Regions from separate parts of the Danio rerio genome. Here region 2 is linked to region 1. The links are chromatin contacts, called in public Micro-C maps. All regions are on one chromosome and are shown on one strand. Each heading gives the region's core, a stretch centred on a gene start, on an enhancer-like site or on the middle of the called end of the contact. The rest is flanking DNA. Distances are from core to core; before and after follow the strand shown.

What was found. A called contact is a pair of places that touch in the nucleus more often than the background predicts.
Region 2: a Micro-C map of caudal fin shows a contact between it and region 1, with 6 times the contacts expected there. The contact joins the promoter of cap1 here to the promoter of si:ch211-199g17.9 in region 1. A contact is called at or near these places in 1 of 18 Hi-C or Micro-C datasets (caudal fin) and 1 of 4 datasets of contacts at active chromatin or transcription factors (gastrula embryo).

Annotation. Positions count from the first base shown.
Region 1 is chr19:46,432,593-46,439,120 of GRCz12tu, reverse strand. It overlaps si:ch211-199g17.9, which reads right to left and starts at 1,361. Exons shown (of 10, transcript NM_001328704.2): 1 at 1,073-1,361; 2 at 927-974; 3 at 221-280; 4 at 65-139. The coding sequence starts at 1,088. si:ch211-199g17.2 reads right to left here. Exons shown (of 14, transcript XM_017352311.4): 13 at 6,196-6,279; 14 at 1,685-4,070. The coding sequence ends at 3,481.
Region 2 is chr19:46,547,348-46,553,857 of GRCz12tu, reverse strand. cap1 (CAP, adenylate cyclase-associated protein 1 (yeast)) reads right to left here and starts at 2,996. Exons shown (of 13, transcript NM_199909.2): 1 at 2,949-2,996.

The sequences.
Region 1 (6,528 bases), core at 112-2,611:
TAATCCTCATTTGAATGAATAGGACAGTACAATCCAAACTCATTCATGTTCATTATACACATACAGGCATCCTCCTCCTGCTTCCTAGCACATTTGAGGAGCATTACTTCCGTCACTTCTTCTTCAAGGATTTTCTTGACTGAAATCAATAAAGTGGGGTTAATTTTTGATTTATACTGAGATTGATTGTCTGATTTACAGTTTATAGATGACAACTGACCTTGCTGTAGCTTTCTGAGCTGGGTTATAAGCTCCTCTGGTTTCAGTTCGGCTCGGCTGTCTATAGAAAAATTAAATGTTATAAAGTAAACACAATACAATATCTTCCAGTCACATTGAGTAGACATTGATTGAAGGGTATATAATAATATAATTAATATATTATATATATAATAATAATTGTATTATTTACACACCCTTTACTTATTCCAAACCAGTTTGACATCCTATCTTTTGTACTATAGATCACAAAAGAACACATTTTTGTAAAAAAGCTTAAAAAAAAAAAAAAAAAAAAATATATATATATATATATATATATATATATATATATATATATATATATATATATATATATATATATATATATATATATATAACCATTGACCTCCGTAGTATTTGTTTTTCCTGACTATGGCAATCAATGGTTTTCAGCTTTCTTCAAAACATCTTCTTGTGTGTTTAACAGAAGAAATTAAACATAAAGGTTTATAACCACTTGAGGGTGAGTAAATGGTAACGTTAAGTAAAATTTCCTTTTTTTCGTTGAACATATGGGCTAGGCCCTAAGCCCTGTCCACATATAAACAAAAAAAGCACAAACAGTACCGAAACTCTTTGGTTAAGTACAGTGGGGACATTGTTAACTTACTAATGTAATTTGAATCGGAATGTAATTGATTATAAGTCAATGAGTCATGTCATACCTGGGCTTTTTGATGTCTTAATAATGTCTTCGATGCTGAATGATGACTCTGTACAAAACAATCACACTCGAAAATCAAACTTAACCTGCTCAGCTCACTAGTCAACATCAATACACAAAAACAAAGAAGAAAGCAAAACAACCTACCAAGTAACTCACTCATTACGGCTCCAGGTACTGCTTAAATAGGATAAAAATATCTTGGTAATTACAGTATAATTATGAAAGGTAAATAAATGAATATAGTGATGAGGATGTGGACGTTCAGATGTCAGTTGCTCGTCCTCGCGTACTTTTAAACGACGTTCACTTCACACGGAGTGTTTGCTAAATGTTATACATTCTTGTTGAACTGTGGATATATATTAATAAGTATAATGTGCAGAATTATGTTTTCAACAACTTAAAAATGTATCAATACTGACTTACAAGCCGTTTTTTTGCTCTATAATACTACTAATACGCCTCAAATCGCTTTAACTGCCGTTTGGTTTTAAATTGCTCATTTGGCGCCATCAATTGGTCAATCAAGGTACTGTATGAGGACTTGAATTATGACTTAATATAAAATGATTGGCAAATTACCAAATCATTTTCTTCATTCGCTTTACTACTAGTTTTAATTAAACTAAATTGATACGTTTTGAATGAGACTACTTGTCTGTGTTAACAATTAAAATAATATTTTTTTTTAAATACTCTAATCAACTAGGTTAAAATGTGCAATAATGTTTAAAAAACAGATTTACCCAAACAATGTTTGTGAAAATACACATTTTATTAAAGAAGTATGTATTTGATGTTAAAATAATCAGTTATAATACAAATGATTTCACATTTAACACTTTAAAGTCAGTTCTGTCAGCCACGACAAAAAAATAAAACTTAAGAAATTGGCTGATTCTCAAAACATCTACTCTTGGTATAACAACAATATGAACATGTTCAGTAATAAAACCAGTGAAATTAACAAAACAACAAAAGCTAATCTGTGTTGCCTGTCTGTCTGTTTGAAACACATTCGATAACTATAACTTTGAAAGAAAGAAAATGCACTTCCAAGTGCTGCTGCTAACTTCAAACCAGGTGAATGAAAAGTATTTAACATTTAAACTAATAACAACATAACTTTAGCTTAGCTTATGAATGCATATAAACTAAATTTTCTTCAAATCTTCTAAAAATAGAGTTGACATCTCATTTGCAGAGTTCTGTACCAGAGATAAAGGAATTAATGCTTCAAAATATGAAAAGGAACTGGTATATCTGACCATCTGTTAATGGTCATTGGTAACAAACTTGCATTTGTTAACTAGTAAACAGCAACACGCTCACTCTATATAAATAAATGTTAACTTGTTTTATATATAGTTCTCCAAACAAAATATAATTTTTGAACCCAAATATGCATATACCTTAACTAAATGTAAATGTAATAGCAACTAAACGATTCTGCTAAATAATACTTAAAAAATAGCGCACTTAAAAAAATGAAGCCGTTCTGGGGAACAAAAATTGAAAGGCAAAAACAATTATGTGAAAAAGCTATTAATTAATGTTTGAGGGGTATTTTTCTTACTTTATTATGTTTCTTTATCTACAGTAGCTGGTGCTGATTACCAATCCATCACTTTTTAAAATGATTCTGGTTTAGGAAAACCTTTTTGATTTTGTTTTAATAAATGTTGTTGTTCTCAGAGAAGGGATTATTAAGATTAAGATTTTGTTTGCTTAATCCTGCAACTAAATGAGCAACTTTTTTCTCCAAATTGTAAATGTATGCTTATATCTGGAAAAAATATTGCAATGACAGTTAATGCTACTGAATGCAAATTAACAGGTATATTTACTATTTACACAAACAAACTGGGAACACAGAGGATTTAAGAAGAGAGCAGATGCGAAAGCCTCTAAATGCCATCATAAATCTTCTAAAATTAGCATTTTTCTATTTTTTTTTCTGTGTAGTTTTATACGTTTTACTTTTATGGTGATGAATATGTTATTTTCATTGCCTTTAAAGTCCAATGACAGCATATAAACATAGGAGACTGAGGAAAAAATGCTCATTTAGAGTTTTTTTGCATCTGAACTCTTTATATGTTTCTGTTTACTACAAAACAGCAATGCTATCTAAATATATACACACACACACACTCAAATGTGTGTTTGTATACATTTATATGTATGTGCGCATATATATCGTTTATGCATTACATGTACACACGTTTATGTAGTACACATATACATACCGTATACATGCTTGGGTTGGTGTCATATGTATGCATGTATATACATATATATATGCATACATTTATGACACCATCACATATGCATGTATACATGTACTACTGTATATACATGCAAACTAATAATACATAATCACCATCACTTTGATGGAGAAGGCCAAATTAAGTACACTAATGAAAACTTCACGTAAATTGATCTGATTAAAATCTGAAGTTGTACTATTTGGACTCAATTATTTAGCAAAATGGTTTGCTGCATCCTCTGCCAAATGTCCTTGTATTATTTGTTCTCTCGAAGGCTCAGAATCACCACCAGTACTGCATGTACCCTGCACACTCAGCGTGAGCACCTGCATCTCTGCTCTGCCATTGGCTGTTTCTGAAGTCCCAATAATTCTGCTCCGGCCAATCAGCACGCTGCACAGTGACCACTGGACCACAGTCCTCCAGCATCTGAGACCGCTCAGTTTGACTACTGAACAGCTCCGTGTGGTCAAACTGAGCTGGAATCACGAGCTGCTCAGAGTCTGTAGCCGTCAGTGTGTGGTTGTCCGTGTGAAGGAGTTCCTGCTGTGTGGTGTTGTCGACTGAGTGTGGACAGCCGTAAATGCAAAGCTGAGAACGTGTGTTTTGCTCTTCGATCTCTGGCGCTATGGTGGTCTTGTCTTTTAGAGGTGCTCTCTCGATGACAATGGGGGGTCCAGCCTGCAGAGACAGGCTTACCTTAAACACAGTCTTCTTTACTTCATTAGCACTGGTGTTAGGCATGTCAGGATTTTCGGTCTTTATTTTTTTGTGCATCTCACAAGTTGGAGCTTCATCTTGATCTTCAATGGGACGTTTCTTTGAAGGAGGAGGGATACATTCTGCTGGACGATTGAGAGTTGGAATGGGACCTTTGGGAAGAGAAGAATCTGTCTGTAATAATTATTTTTTTTTGCAAAAAATGCTTTTCTTCGATTTTTTTGTCTCGTTTCTAGCCCAAATATTTAATAATTCTTAAATCAAGACACATTTTCTAGACAAAAAAAAAAAAAAAATCTTGTTTTAAGAAATAATGTCAAAATTATTTTTAAAAAAGTTTTTCCGTAAAACAAGCTAACGATGTACACAAATTAATCTTATGTCACAAAAAAATAAACAAGAATATTTTTAAAGATCTTGATGGTTTGTCAAGATAAAAGTAGTCCAAATAATGGAAAATGTAGCTTTATATTTTTTCTCACAATTTAATTTCCTGGCAAGACTGATTAGTCTTGATTTGGACAAAATTGTTATATCCTTCCTTCCTTCATTTATTTTTATTTGTTCACAGAGAATATTTTTTGAATCATTTTGATTTATTTTTACGTAAACTCACAGTTTGTTGTTGTTGTTGTTGTTTGAAGCAAAAACCTTTGCATACTATTAAAACATAAGCTGGTTGACAAAATATGGGGATTTTGAAACGTTAATATTGTATGCAACATATTTAACAAAACATAACTGTGTGCTCCTACTCCGTTCAGTAAGTAGTAGCCAGTGCATAGTGCAAACCGTGTGGGCCAACATGCATTAGGAAGAAGGAAAGTTATATCAAAATCTGACTCCCCTTTGCTTGCAACTGACAGCAAGAACAAAAGTACACTGTAAAAATGCTTTCCGTGCTTAGATTTTTTGTCTTGTTTCTAGCCCAAATATCTAAATTATTAATTATTAAATCAAGAATAATTTTATAGACAAATAAAACATAATCGCCTTCTTTTAAGAAATAATATGCCAAAATAAAGTGAGTTTTTCCTTAAAACAAGCAAAATAATCTGCCAATGGGGTAAGCAAATTAATCTTATGTCAAAAGGAAAAACAAGATTATTTTGCTTACCCCATTGGCAGATTATTTTACTTGTTTTATGGAAAACTCACCTAATATCGGCATATTATTTCTTAAAACAAGACGATATGTTTTGCTAACCTAGAAAATGCTTGTTGATGTAAGAATTTTTAGATATTTAGACTAGAAACAAGACAAAAAAATCTAACTAAGAAAAGCATTTTTTGCAGTGTAGAAGTGTAGTCTGATTGACAAGCAGCACCTAATTATGTTCAAAAGAATTTAAAATGCATAAATAGGACAAATTTATACCCTATTTTGAAAATAAAACATACTCTAATAGGTAGTGTAATATACACCACAATAAGGGCAGTGTGCGGGTGAGAGCGGTGGCAGTGTTTCGATGTGAGCAGGTTATGTAGTGGTTATGTGACTGCTTGAGTTAGTTGCTGTATGGTTAAACAATTATAACAGTAAAAGTAACTAGGTTATTTTGTTTTAATAAATTAAAGAAATAAAATATTAATCTAATATTTTGGGCGGTTTTTAGGCTGGAAAATGTCAGCTATATCTGGCAGCACTGACTAAAATATATCACAATATAGACATAACAAAATTGAGTTATCTTACAAACCGCAATTAATTACATTTGAAAAGCCATTTTACATACGTGTACAGCATGTTAAAACAAAGTGACAAAATCTGCACAACCTAGGATACGGTTTAAAGATTTACAACGAGTACATTTACATGGACACCAATAATCTGTTTTTAATACGATTAAGACAAAACTCTGATTAAGAGTGTCATGAAATGAAATTACATGAAAATTTGAAACGTGGATAGTGGTGATGCAATAACGTTAATCGATCTGTGCTATAACATGTAAAACAGGATCATGAAAGGGACATCCAAAAAGCAACTCATGTAAACACCATCATATTGTCCAATTCAGATCGAGGCAAATAATTCGATTACTGATGTCCATACAAACGTAGTCAATGACAGTTAATTAGTATTCTGTTGCTGAACTGTGATCCTTAAATGCGGTCTTTTATTATCTACAAAAACATCTATACAATATCTATAAACAACATTTTAGTTGATGTCTTCCATAAATCATGGAAAAAGATATGAAATGAAAAATCTGGAAATAATAATAATAATCAAACAGGACATTCTGATGTTCAATAACAAGAGAAACTGATCACCTGTTATTCTGTCATTTCCTTCATTGAAAGAGAACAGATTTGTTGTCCACTCCACACCAACTCCACTGTTCACCACACACAAACCTTTTGAAGAAATAAAGTTGAAAATCAAATTATTAGCCCTCGTCAAATTTTAATACTTTCAAATATTGCTGTTTAACAGAGAAATCTTTTTTTGTGTTATATTTTGTTTTATTTAACATTTTTTAGAAGATATTTAACAAAAACTGTACAATACCAATAAAAAGAAAACAAAAGAAAAAAATACAATACAAAATAATTGACATTAGCCCCCCCACCCCAAAAAAAACGCCAAAAAAACGGAGGGATAGT
Region 2 (6,510 bases), core at 1,747-4,246, 110 kb before region 1:
TGCAGAATCTACAATATCAATGCAGAAACGATAAATTGTGCAGCCTGACTGAGGCTGGAGTGAGCGAAACACTTGATTACACAGGACAAAAAATACATAATAAATTACAGATGCAAATTCGCTGTTGAAGAAATAAAAACACATGAGCGAATCATACAAACAGTCAGCAGAATCTCAACTTTGGCCAAATGTAATAAAGATAGCAGCTCTGGCAGAAGTGCACACGCAGGCTGAAGTCAAACTAGAGTCAAATTTGTTCTTTCGCCATTTTTTCTTTCTCCCATATTGTAAGAAAATATATACACATTCAAATTAGTTTAGTCAAATTGCCTTGTGTTTTAGACTGGATCCTGGTGTTCACAAGAGGCAATAATTATTCTGAAACAGCCATCTAGCCATCTCAACATTATTATTATTATTATTATTATTATAAGAGTTACTAAAGCTATCACCCATTTAGAAAGAAAAAAAATCTAACTAAATAATCAATTTGGGTTGCCTTCAAATTTATTATTAAAATGTATTTTTCTGGGTTACTTGTTATTAATTGAAGCCTGTTCCTTCCTCAGATCTTAAAAAAAAAAATGTAACTTAACATTTCTGCCAAACTTTAAATCTTTTTGAGGGTCTAATTGTTTCTACTGATGCATAAGTTCATGTCTATTTTAGAATAGCAACACAAACTTAGTTAAAAAAATCAGATTTGCAAGATATACTGCACTGAAGAGGACAAAACTAGTGATTTCTAAAGGTTTATACAGTGCTCAGCATACACAAGTACACCCTTTACATATCTACCTGTTGAATTCATATTATAAATAGGAAGCTTTACAATATTATATCTGTGCATATACATTAGATCAGTCAGTACTGAAGCCAAATTTGAAGCTAATTTAAAACTCTACACCCAAATTTCTGTTATGAAAATATTAAATACAAATTTTTAAAAAAAGAGTTTGGATTGTAAGATTTTTAAACGCATTATTGCTCGTGATTGGAAATATGTAAATGAACCTAGAATTGAAAAGTGGATTAAAGACATGGAGTCAAGTTTGTCAATGGAAAAGATCTCATACATCGTCAAAAAGAAACAAAAAGTGTTTGAAGATATCTGGAGACCTTTTAATAACTTCTTGAAATTCCTTGATTCCTGAAAAGGGAGAATATGGTGTAAAAAATTTGCTGTGTCTTCATGACTATTATTCTGGAAATGTGTAATCTGTTGTGATATGCAAATTGAAAAAAGTAATAAATATATGTCACAAAAAAAAAAAAAAATTTAAAAGAGGAAAAAAAAAATCATGCAGCAAAAAATTTAAACACTTAATTTTGTAGTTGATAATTTTATATATATATAGCTTGAATTTAATTGTATTGACTTTCAATTTCTAAATATGTTTGGTGACTAAAATATTATTTGAATAAATATATCTGTAATAATTCTGTTTTGTTTAAATGCACCAAAATATATCACCTATATTCACTGAGAAATGGATAAAAATATTAATTTTTCTCAAAAATGCAAGAAATAAAGCTGCAGTTCAGAGAAAAAAACGGCCACAACTTTGACTTGAACTTCACTAGGTGAAGCATTAAGACAAACTTAGAAAGATAGTTGGCCCAAATATTCTGCAATCCTTGACTCTCCCTTCATTTAATAAAAACCTGTTTGAGTTCAGTTTAACACAAAGGAACACAAAGAAAAAAAAACTGCCATTAACTTCAATATTATTTCATGTTCAAGGGCTGCTTTTTTTAGTTTACAACATTTTTCAAAATACCTGACTTTGTGTTCAACAGAAGGACTTGAGATTGATCAAAAGGTGAAGGTATTTACATGTGTGGGTGAACTAACCCTTGAAGGCAATAGTTTGCTTTAGTTTAGTACAGCAGCTCTGCAATACACACCTGCACTAAATTGTATAGGCAACACCCTAAAGATACACAAATCACGATAAAACTACAGTATATTGAGGCGACATTCAAACCTCAAGTATATTGCAGCAAGCTGTGCTTCTGGACACAAAACAGGTCATTTATGCTTCAAAACTAGGCCAGATCACATCCATTCTCGGCATAGCGCAGGATGAGCTGTGCCACATTCATTAAAATAAAAAACACGCGACACAATACACGCTCACTGTGTTTCTTGACAGGAAATCAAGCCATTAATTGGATTGCAATAGGATACGAGGCAGGAGGCAAGCCAAGAGATGTGATGTGATGTGATGTGATGTGATTTGACTGAATAATCAGGCCGGCCGGGGCCACACTCGCGAGCTCGTTCACACAATAAAGAGCGACTGTTTATAGAAAATAACCTGAAAACGGAAGCAATATATCGTCCACGACGAGCTTGTGTTTGGATTTCCTGCACTTGACGCCCGCCCCACTTCCTACATTCGCAGTCTATGCGATTTTAAGCGTTCATTCGAGTCGGATCTTCTGAGTGAATCGGTTTCTCATTGAGTCAGTTTCAAGTCTAATCAACTCAGGAACGAAAACCAACAATAATGAATATGCTAGGTTTTAATCTCTTGCTAAAATATATGATAATTAAACATTTATGGGTTAAATATATAAACGCAGACGCTAAAAGAAAAATGAAAATTATGTAACGTTAAAGCCGCCAAAGAATCGTTTAACATTTCGAAGTGTTCAAAGGAACCGATTCGCAAAAGAGACTTCCCATCACAACCGCTGAGCTCTGCAAGATCAGGAACTTTTCCAACCGACGCGTTTCAGTGCTGATATGAAATGTACACATATGCACAGATATATAATAAACATACAAAGCATAATGCCACTGTATGTAATATGCACGTATTACAGCTATATTGCGAGCGATGCCCGTTTCAGTTGTCATGATTTGCGCAGATTTCCGCCGGCAAGTCGTTCCTCATAGATATGTAATCCTGTAAACAATGCATTCCGCGTGCTCTGCTTACCGTCGCCGTGTGAATAATGTTCCGGTGGTCCTGCTTTAGTTGGGATGTTGTATGGGTGTGTTTCGGCTCTCCGTCTGCGTTCTCTTCCTGTATGAGCGTGTTGAAGTTCCCAGCTGTCACTGCGCGCCGTTTCCGCCCAAACTCCACCAACTGCTCCACTTCCTTATAAGGACAAAGGAGAGAAAGAGAGAGAGAGAAGGAGTGTGTGATGATGGAGAGATGAAACAGAGAAAAACAGGAACAGGAAGATTCAACACTCAAGCCTGAGAACGAATTAGTTTATAGTTATGATTAACGTTACATTATGGAAAGCTGATATGATATAATGTGCAGAATTCCCCCAGTCCGCTATGAGGAAATGTGACGTAATTATGAAAGTGCTTAGTTTTCAGATTTATTATCCCCTTGATGACTTGGAAAACTTGTTAACTTATGAGCAGTTTATAAAAATTCATCAATTTCCAATCCCATTCAAGAAATTTGCATTATTGTAAATGCTATCCCAAAAGAAGTAATGCATCTAACAAAAATCATATTTCATATATAAGCCAAAAACCATAGAACCCTCTTTATTATTAGAAGGTATTAGTGTGTATGATAAGCAATGCAACAACAAACTTATCCCTCGAATTCTCCAACAACAAAAAAATCGAATTGTTCCAAGAGGGAAATCATATTGGTCAGCATTAATAGAGGATATTGATTGGAAAAGAACACGGCTTCTCCAATATAAATATGTAATCCCAAACAAAGCAAATGAAATCCATTTTAAAATTCTACACAAAATATACCCGGCCAATGCATTTATCTCAAAATGTACTGATATTGCAGATACTTGTTCCTTTTGTCAGGAAAATGAGGAAACTTTGTTTACATGTTTTTTACATGTAAAATCTCATTAAAAATGGTCTGATCTATAGAATTATTTGAGTAAATCCCAATCAACAAAACAAATCATTCAACTGAAAGATATTATTTGTTGAACAAAAATTAAGAAAATAAATATATATATATATATATATATATATATATATATATATATATATATATATATATATATATATATATATATATATATATATATTACTTTTTTATGCAAAATTCTTTATCCACAAACAAAATTTCTTAAATCCTCTCCCTCGTTTACCCATTTTTTTATTGAAATTGATTCCATGCTTAAAGCTATACGTCTATAACAACAAAAAATTCTGCAAGTTAATAGAAACTTGTGAAAATATCATGCTTGCAGTATATTAGTAATTAATGCTTTCTGTATTTTTTATTTAATTTAATTTTGTACTTCCCCTTTCCTCATCTTGTTCTCTCTTTTATTTTCTTTCTATTAATCTTTTCTTTTTACTTATTGTTCTTATCACTGTGTAATTGTATACTCTTGTATTTCATTCTTCTACTTCCTGATTTATATTGTAAATTTCTTCTTTTCTAAATAAAAGTTATTTTAAAAAAAAGATTTATTATCCCCTAGAGGGAAATATTATTGGAATGAAAAAAATTATTGATATTAATTGGAAAGCTACCCGATCAATCCCGTTTAAATTTTGCCTTTTAAATAAGGTTAAAGTAGTGCACTTTAAAATATTTCACAAAATGTATCCTTGCAAAGTAATTTTATCTAAATTCATGGAAGACTCCTCTCATCTGTATAACTGTGATGTCTCTCTTAAATTTTGGAATGACGTTAGTGACGTGTTATTTGGGCAAAGAAATGTTGATTACAGGCTCTCTTTAAAAGAAATCATTTGCTCTTTTTCACACACACTATAGAACATTCGAGTACGTCATTAATGTTTATATCTTACAAGGTAAATATTTTATTCACAAATAGAAATTTTCTAAATGTATACAAAACTGCAATATATTTTTATTAGAAATGGAATCTTTGAAAGAGTCTCTAATGCAAATTAAAAACAAAAAAAAGAGTGACTTAATGTTAGATTTCATGAAGGAATGTTTCTCTGGTACTGATCCCCGCTGCAGTCGATGATTTTATCCTAAGTTATTATTTTTGTTTATATGTATAGAAGTATTTTGTGGCGATGCAATGGCGCAGTAGGTAGTGCTGTCACCTCACAGCAAGAAGGTCGCTGGGGCTCAGCTCAGCTCAGTTGGTGTTTCAGTCAGGAGTTTGCATGTTTTTCCTGCGTTTGCGTTGGTTTTCTCTGGGTGCTCCGGTTTCCCCCACAGTCCAAAGACATGCGGTACAGGTGAATTGGGTAGGCTAAATTGTCCGTAGTGTATGAGTGTATGTGTGGTTGTTTCCCAGAGATGGGTTGCAGCTGGAAGGGCATCCGGTGCATAAAAATCTGCTGGATAAGTTGGCGGTTCATTCCGCTGTGGCGACCCCGGATTAATAAAGGGACTAAGCCGACAAGAAAATGAATGAATGAATGAATGAATGAAGTATTTTGTAATACTTGTATTACAAAACACCTGTTATGTTTTTGCTTCATTATCATTTCTGGTTGTGTTTTTGCAATTCCTGTAATGTTCCTGGATATAGTTTATATCTGAATTTGTATTATTAGTTTAATTAATGTTTCAAAGTTTATAATAAATAAAAAGTTTTGTTTATTTTTCTTACTTTTCTATTTTATCAATATTTATTTGTTCAGTCCCTACATTTCATGATTAGGTTTAGATAGCTTTCCTGTAATGCTCCTAATTTATTTATACACACTTGCATATTGTTCTGATTACACTCTCCTCCAGTTGATTATTAGTATAATGTTCAGGATTTCTTCAATCTGCCACGAACAACTGTGACGTAATTCTGATTCAGTTTAGTTGAATCAGCTTTATTTTCAACTTTTTCTATTTTATCAAATCTTTTATCCATAAACAATATTTATTTAGTGCCTATTAATCATACAGACCTACTGCCTTGTATCAACGGTTCAGGCTGGTGGTGGTGGTGTAATGGTGTGGGCGATATTTTCTTGGCACACTTTGGGCTCATTAGTACCAATTGAGCATCGTGTTAACGCCACAGCCTACCTGAGTATTGTTGACCATGTCCATCCCTTTATGACCACAGTGTCTCCATCTTCTGATGGCTACTTCCAGCAGGATAACACACCATGTCATAAAGCGTGAATCATCTCAGACTGGTTTCTTGAACATGACAATGACTTTACTGTACTCAAATGGCCTCGACAGCCACCAGATCTCAATCCAATAGAGCACCTTTGGGATGTGGTGGAAAGGGGTACTAGTAGGGGTACCTAATAAAATGGCCGGTGAGTGTGTACACTTCTATATTATTGTAACACCTCCCCATTTTTATGTTGGTTTCCTCTTTGCAAATACGCAGTTGATGTAACTTATGTCTCCTTTCTTTTATAACCTTCTCCTGAATGTGTTTTATATATTTTTATCTTTTACTTGGGGAAAAATACTTATCAGTTTCCTCCTGTCCTGTCTACACAGGCAGTTCTGAAGTATTTCTGGAGCCTGAGGGGGAAGATAAATATAAGATTTAGATCCTTGTTGCCCAAACAGGAAGTGTTGGTGTGTGTCACAATTCTGATCTGCAAACACAGAA